Linked DNA regions of Sus scrofa: region 1 is linked to region 2. Evidence: chromatin contacts called from public promoter capture Hi-C data. All regions are on one chromosome and are shown on one strand. The core of a region is the stretch at or near the end of the contact, and the rest is flanking DNA. Distances in the headings are between cores, read along the strand shown.

Region 1 (3,708 bases), core at 713-3,212, 580 kb after region 2:
GTGGAGCGACCCCGAGGCTCTAATTCCACATTTAGAGGATTGTTTTTGGTATCACAGGAAAATGCAAACGACGATGAGATGAGGGAGACAAGTGACGCTGATAAAGCTCAAGCTTCAAGGCCTGAGACTTCCACGACCCCTTCCGCGACCACGAACTACTTTGTTTATATAGTTCTACTGAGTTGTGACTGACCTTCAATAAATTGCACGTTTGAAATGTGTAATTTGGGAAGTTCCCGTGTGGCTCAGCGGTTAACGAACCCGACTAGCATCCATGAGGACGGGGGTTCGATCCCTGGCTTTGCTTAGCGGGTTAAGGATCCGGCGTTGCCCTGAGCTGTGGTGTAGGTCGCAGACACTGCTCGGATCCCTCGTTGCTGTGGCTGTGGTGAAGGCCGACGGCTACAGCTCCCATTTGACCCCTATCCTGGGAGCCTCCATGTACTGCGTGTGCAGCCCTAAAAAGACAAGGGGTTCCCGTCCGGGCTCAGTGGTTAACGAATACGACCAGGAACCATGAGGTTGTGGGTTCGATCCCTGGCCTTGTTCAGTGGGTTAAGGATCCGGTGTTGCCGTGAGCTGTGGTGTGGGCCGCAGATGCAGCTTGGATCCCGCGTTGCTGTGGCTCTGGCGTAGGCCGGCAGCTGCAGCTCCAATTCGACCCCTAGTGGGAACCTCCATATGCAGCAGGATCGGCCCAAGAAATGGAAAAAAATAAATAAATAAAAAATAAAATAAAATAAAAAAGACAAATGAAACGAGTGTGCAATTTGGAATTCCGGGTGTGGTTTAGCAGGCTAAGAACCCGACACTGTCCGTGAGGATGCAGACTTGATCCCTGGCCTCCCTCAGTGGGTTAAGGATACAGCGTTGTCCCAAGCTGAGTTGTAGGTCACAGATGATGTGTGGAGGATCGGTGTGGATGTTGCATGGGCTGGCAGCTGCAGCTCCAATTTGACGTGCATATGGAACTTCCATATGCTGCAGGTGCAGCAGAAAAAAAATAAATACATAAGTTAGTCTGCTTGAATATCAATGGAGGTACATATACAGTCCAAAACCAAAGAGATAATGAACTTAACCACCAGCCACCAAGTGTTCTGCCCCCACCATTGACGTGCTTTCAGTGCACTCACTTTCTGTTTTTGTTTTTGTCCTTGTTGTTGGCCAGCTCTGGCATATGGAAGTTCCCAGGCCATAAATGGAACCCCCTACACATTAGCGACCAGAGCAGCTGTGGTAACAATGCCAGATCCTTAACCCACTGAGCCACAAGGGAGCTCCAGATCAGTGCACTTTCTAGAGTTTATCTAAATGGAAACACAGAACCAGTCTTTTTACCCCTGGCCTCGTTCACTCGCATATTTATTTTGAGATTCATCCACGCTGTTGAATGTGTAACAGCTCGTTATTTTTGACTGCTCAGCGATATTCCATCGTGTGGATGTATCAATCCATCCCTGTTCTAATCTTTTGTCTCTTTTTAAAGAGGATTCAAAAATGACACAGGCTCAGACCCCTGAAAAGCTCTAGATCCTCTCACGGAGAGAGTTAAGACGTCAGACCAGTGGGCGCTGGGTGGGCTGGAAGGGGGCATCCCCGCCACCGGTGGCGAAGGGGCCGAGGGGCCCGGTGCGGGCAGGGGGGTGGGCTGAGCAACGGGGGCGCCGCAGTTTGCCCTTCCGGGCACTGGCCTCCTCACGACCTCGCAGATCACGAGTAAGATGAGACGATCACGCAGCTGATGATGGAGTTTTCGCAGCATCTCATCACGGGAAAAAAAGACGAGAAGGCTCCACACAAATCACGGAGTGCTGTGATGGGTGCTTTGTATTTTTCTGAATTTTCTGGTGCATCAGCAGTAAGCCTAAATCCTGCTTTCTTATTGATAACGTCACAAAAAAGGCAAGGCCCCGCCGGGGGAATGGAAGTCGCGCACGTCCCATTCCCAGCACCACTCCACCAGCCCAGCTCACGCCTGGAACTCCGCGCGTGGTGACGCTCGGCCCGGTCGGCCGGTTCCCCGCCGACGTCAGGGTGCGGAGCCGGAAGTCGAGCGACGGGTGGCGCGGAGTTCTGCCTGCTGGAGGGCTGCCGTTGGAGCCGTTGAGGCGGAGGCGGCGCAGCTCCGCGCACAGAGCTCCAGATGGAATCGGCGCCGGGGCCCGGACCCGGCCTCTGCTACAAGCCGGGCGGGCGGCTGGACATGAGCCACGGCTTCGTCCACCACATTCGACGGAACCAGCTCGCCCGGTACCTCCCCGCCCCGCGCCACCGGCGCCACCCCTGGCCTGGCCTGGCCCGGCCGTCCCTGACTCCCGCTCGGCTCCCCGCAGGGACGACTACGACAAGAAGGTAAAGCAGGCGGCCAAGGAGAAGGTGAGGAGGCGGCACACGCCCGCGCCCACTCGGCCCCGCAAGCCGGACCTGCAGGTGTATCTGCCGCGACACCGAGGTGAGGCCGCCTGCCTCTAGCCCTCTGCCTGAACGCACTCTTCCTTTCTATATGGCAAAAAACAAACAACGAAAAAAAGAAACACACTCCTTAACCCCCAAGGCTCAGTTCATCTCGTCCCTTCCCGGAACTTCCGCCTCGACGCTCTCCAGCTGCCTCTCAGTGGTTCTCCCGGCAGAACAGGGACCCTCAAGACTAGTTAAGCAACACTATTACTGGACATACCTGGGAAGCGGCAGGAAGTTGTCTGCTGGTTTGCCCCCACTATACTGAATTCTCATATTCCCACCATCTAACAGAAAAAAAAAGGTTTGGCACTGTTCTAGACGACCAGGACATACCTGTGACATGAAGCCCAAACCCAGTTAATGACCTTCCCCCTAGCTTCCCACCCCCAGTTTCTCTGCCCTCTAGAGAGAGTTAAACCTACACCGCTAAATTTGTCGAGCCATCCTTAAAGTGTTTTTAGGTGTTAGGTACATCAATTCGTTTAGTTTCAAGAGGATCTCATAAAATGGGAATTTTCACGGGTTTCACAGTCAGGAAAACAGGTACAAACAAAGAGATTGAGTAACTTGCCTGAGATCTCTGAGAAGTAAATGGTAGAGCCTGGCCTGAACCCAGACAGATCCCTATCCACTTCTCTACTATTCTCCAATACTGTAGACAAAATGTGCATTCATGTACCTATTCGGAGATGGCTCTCTTCTGGTCCTGGGGCAGGGATAAAGGTGAATAAAACTGATGGGTGCCATGTTGTGCATACACACACACACATACACATTCTTGGTCCATGAGAAGATTGAGGTTTTGTTGTGTTTAGGGCTACACATGCGGCATATGGAAGTTCCCAGGCTAGGGGTCAGATCGGAGCTGTACCCACTGCCCTACACCACAGCTACAGCACACTGGATCCTAGCCACGTCTTGGACCTACACCAGAGCTCATGGCACTGATCCGAAACCACTAAGCAGGGCCAGGAATCAAACCTGCATCCTTAAGGATCCTATTCAGATTCGTCTCCACTGAGCCATGACGGGAACTCTGCTTGGGGCTTTCTTTATGGCATGTTTTCCTATATCATCTCTGTGCAGGAGCTCCAGCAGCCTTCCCCATATCCCTCTCACTCTGGTTCCATCCTTCCAGATGCCTCTACCCATCCAAGCAACCCAGACTGTGAGGAATCCAGTGAAAGCAGCAGTAGTGGCGGCTCTGAGCCAGAGCCTCCCGGTCATCAGCTCTTCTGCCTAGAA
Region 2 (3,922 bases), core at 1,014-3,513:
ATGTATTGGAGAATAATTATTTTGCTTACTGCACTTATTGTCATTTTAAAATAACAAGTATGAGAGCTCTCTTGTGGCACATCAAGTTAAGGATCTGGCATTGTCATTGGAGAAGCTTATGTTGCTGCTATGGCATGGGTTCAACCCCTGGCCTGGGTATTTCCACATGCTGTGGGTTGGACAAAAAGGAATAAAATAAATTCAATAAAATAACAATTATAAACCTTTTCCATGTTAATACAAACATATTTTTATGAAAAATAACTATTTCAAAAAATTAGTGAGAAGAGTGGCATTGTTTAAATTTTTTTTTTTTTTTTTTTTTTTTTTTAGGGCCACACCTGCACCATATGGGGCTAGGGGTCCAATCAGAGCTGCAGCTGCCAGCCTATGTCACAGCCACAGCAACACCAAATCCAGCCGAGTCTAGGATCTACACCACAGCGTGGCAACGCTGAATCCTTCAGCCCATTGAGTGAGGCCAGGGATTGAAACTGCATCCTCACGGATACTAGTCAGATTCTTTTTTTTTTCTTCTGCTTTTTAGAGCTGCATATGGAAGTTCCCAGGCTAGGGGGCGAATCAGAGCTGTAGCCACCAGCCTACGCCACAGCCACAGCAACGTGTGATCTGAGCCACATCTTCAACCTACACCTCAGCTAATGGCAACGCCGAATCCTTAACCCACTGAGCAAGACCAGGGATCAAACCTGCATCCTCAAGGATGCTAGTGAGATTCATTAACCACTGAGCCATGACAGCAACTCCTGAGGACAGTCCATTTTAAAGCAAAAAAAAAAAAAGTCATAAATTGCACATGAAGATGGGGATTAAGGACTTTATTAAATGACAAAAACTATAGAAATTAATTTTGGAGTTTGAAATCTTGAAGATGGAAAAGTTGCTAATGATATTGAGGCCCAACGCTGTGCCATACATGGCTGGAGGAGATGTTCATTGACATTGAGAGGTTTATGGCCAAGGTGTTAGAAAAGTCATCACACTGGCGTCAGCTAGCATGAGAGCAGTGGGCAGGGATGGGCTGGCAGGGCTGCCGTTTAATTGTTAAAATTACTAAAAAAAAAAAAAAGTGGGCGACTGCTCTTGAGGCTAAGTGATGGCAATGTGAAATATCAAGTATAATGTAATTACAAAATTATTCGGAAAAGCAGTAAACCTATACAAACATAAGTAATCATTTGATTTTAGATAATTTTATTTTTCTGTTTTTTGGACTTTTAGGGCTGCATTGGTGGCATATGGAGGTTCCCAGGCTAAGGGTCTAATGGGAGCTGTAGCTACCAGAGCCATACCAACGCCAGATCCCAGTCTGTGATCTACACCGCAGCTCACAGCAACGCCGGATCCTGAACCCACTGAGGCCAGGAATTGAACCCGCAACCTCATGGTTCCTAGTTGGATTCGTTTCCGCTGCGCCCCAACGGGAACTCCTTAGATAATTTTCAAAGTCACTTCTTTACAAATGGGATTCAGTAGCGTTGTCTACCGCTAGGGAGAACTACAATGAACTATCTAGTTAAGACTTGAAGTACCTTACACACGCAATAGATAAGTTATTTAGTTTCTATGATATTGTGATAAGATCATTACTAGTACTAATAGTATTGAATAGTGTTCAATATTTAACATATGTTTCCGTGATTACAGAATCGGTGGAATGCTTTGAACAGTGTTTCTGCACTGACTTCATCTCACAGATTGTGGCCAAAATTATCTTTTTAAAATACAAACTTGGTGGAGAAAGCAGTGTGGTTTAATATGGAAGGAGTAGAGACTGTGGAACCTGAAGAATCAGGGTCCCTATCCCTTCTCTGCTATTTATTAGATACATGAACAAATAATTTTGCACAAAGGTCTCCTCAGTGTTCTCTCACCCAGCCTCTCAAAAGCATGACTCCCTGAAGGACTGTCAAACAAAACAAACGCGGAAACCGAGACACTACCGTCGTTTACGTAACTTTGGGCAAATCCATTCCTTTCTACGAAATATCCAGCCGACGGAAAAGGCTGAGCCACTTTCCTGCTAGAATTCTCCGAAGAATCACACCTGCTCAGTTTTCGCAGGAACCGAAGCCCCAGTTTCCGACGTCCTCCAACCGGTTCAGTTCACCTAGTACCCTGGGCTTCCCGCTACAGACCAGAACCCGAAGCGCAACCCGGAAAGAGAAAGCGCCCTTTCCGTCCCGACAGAGCCCAGCCTCTCGGAGGGGCTTGGACAGGGGCAACAGGAGGTTGCGCATGCGCAGTGGCGGTGGCTGCCCTTCCGGTACGCAGGGCGCGGACAGGCGGCACGGACGCAAGCACGCTTGCGCGCGCGCACGGTCTCCCCTTCTCGCGCCGCCGCCGCCCCTGCTCTCACTTAGACCCGCAGCGCCGTCCGCCGCGCCGAGATGCTGCGGGCCTGTCATTTATCCGGCGTGACCTCCACCGCCCAGGTAAGGATCAGGGCGCCGGAAGAGAGTGTGTGGTGACGGGCAACCTACTGAAAGTGGGGGAGGCTTTGTCTCTGCCTAGGCCCGGGGACAAAGGCGTGTCTCAGGGCCGCCTTTATCGCGAGAGTGTCGGGTGGGCCCGTGAAGCAGTTAATTCGGGAGTTTGCCAGACTGGGATGACTTGAGGGTTATTGCTGAGCGGGATGGGGCATGAGGAGAAGGTGGCGGGGAGGCGGGCATAGGACGGGAGGCACGGCCTAGGGGACGTGCCATCCAATCAGCCCTGCGCTGCCCCAGTCTAGGACCAATCGAGGCTACTGGCGCTCGGGTCGCCGGTTGGGCGCGTGATAGGTTTCGCACAGTCGGTGGTTGAAGGTCGACAGGGAAAAACTACACTTCCCAGCAGGATACGCACAGCCTTGTCTTATTGCATCTTAGTAAGGCCGTTCTTGGACTGCTGGAGTCCGCGTTTTAGGGGTCAAGGTTGTAATTATCACGGAGGAGGGATTGCCCTTCTTTTTGTAGCTGAGAACACCTCTTGAGCTCTTCGTTCTCTGAACAAAAATGAAAGGTTGTAGTTTATGGAGCTCGAACTCTTGGTGCTCAAGGAAGGTTAGGCGACATGACCTTGTGCTCATTTCTGAGATTAGCCTGTGTCTCCAGGTGCTGGGACAACTTTGGCACACATTCAAGGAGGTTAGAAACCCAGTTCCTTTTATTTCTGCATGATTGTCAAAGTAATTTGCTAAAATTAAAAATAAAAAAGGTAAACCTATTCCCACTGCTCACAATTAAAGAAAATTGGTATTTTGGCAAAATGTGATGTTGCAAAACAGGTACTGTGACTCATGCAATTGAGCAAAATCCCTAGACATAGTGAGTTAGAAATCATAAAAATCAAACTTAATTTTTTCTTTCAAGTTTTCTTATTTCCCTTTCATTTTAAGGGTAAGAGAAGCAGCCTCTTCCATAGGAAAGTGGGGTGTGTGTTGGTTTTCTATTGCTATATAACAAATGCCACATATTGAGCAGCTTAAAACAAAACCGTTTCTGGACATGAATGGGGTTCTCTGCTATGGTATTGTCCCCACTGTGGTTCTCATTTGGAGCTAAGGGTTCTCTTCCAAGCTCTTGTAGTTTGTTGGCAGAATTGTAGTTTGTTGTGGTTGTAGGGCTCAAGTCTTTGTTCCCTCCCACCCCACACCTCCGGGGTTTAAGTGGGTTTAATTCGGAGCTGCAGCAAGCTGCATCTGCAACCTACACCACAGATCATGGTAACACTGGATCCTTAACCCACTGAGCAAGGCCCGGCATCGAACCTGCGTCCTCATGGATACTAGTTAGATTTCTTTCCACTGAGCCACGATGGGAACTCCCCCTCAGACCCAGATTTAAAGGGTTTATAGGATTAGGCCAGGCCCACCTGGATCACCCCCTTCTGATTAAATTCAGGTCATCTGATTAGTAAC

Evidence for each region. Promoter capture Hi-C pulls out the DNA fragments that hold promoters and counts their contacts.
Region 1: a contact with region 2 is called in a promoter capture Hi-C map of liver, with 4 times the contacts expected there. The contact joins the promoter of USP39 here to the promoter of IMMT in region 2. A contact is called at or near these places in 2 of 5 promoter capture datasets (fetal liver and liver) and 1 of 2 datasets of contacts at active chromatin or transcription factors (skeletal muscle).

The regions. Positions count from the first base shown.
Region 1 is chr3:59,154,635-59,158,342 of Sscrofa11.1, forward strand. USP39 (U4/U6.U5 tri-snRNP-associated protein 2) reads right to left here and starts at 1,963. Exons shown (of 13, transcript XM_013987875.2): 1 at 1-1,963. C3H2orf68 (UPF0561 protein C2orf68 homolog) reads left to right here and starts at 2,021. Exons shown (of 4, transcript XM_003354742.4): 1 at 2,021-2,253; 2 at 2,337-2,455; 3 at 3,602-3,708. The coding sequence starts at 2,147.
Region 2 is chr3:58,572,912-58,576,833 of Sscrofa11.1, forward strand. IMMT (MICOS complex subunit MIC60) reads left to right here and starts at 2,264. Exons shown (of 13, transcript XM_021087287.1): 1 at 2,264-2,456. The coding sequence starts at 2,412. It overlaps MRPL35 (39S ribosomal protein L35, mitochondrial), which reads right to left and starts at 2,199. Exons shown (of 5, transcript XM_003124936.4): 1 at 2,069-2,199.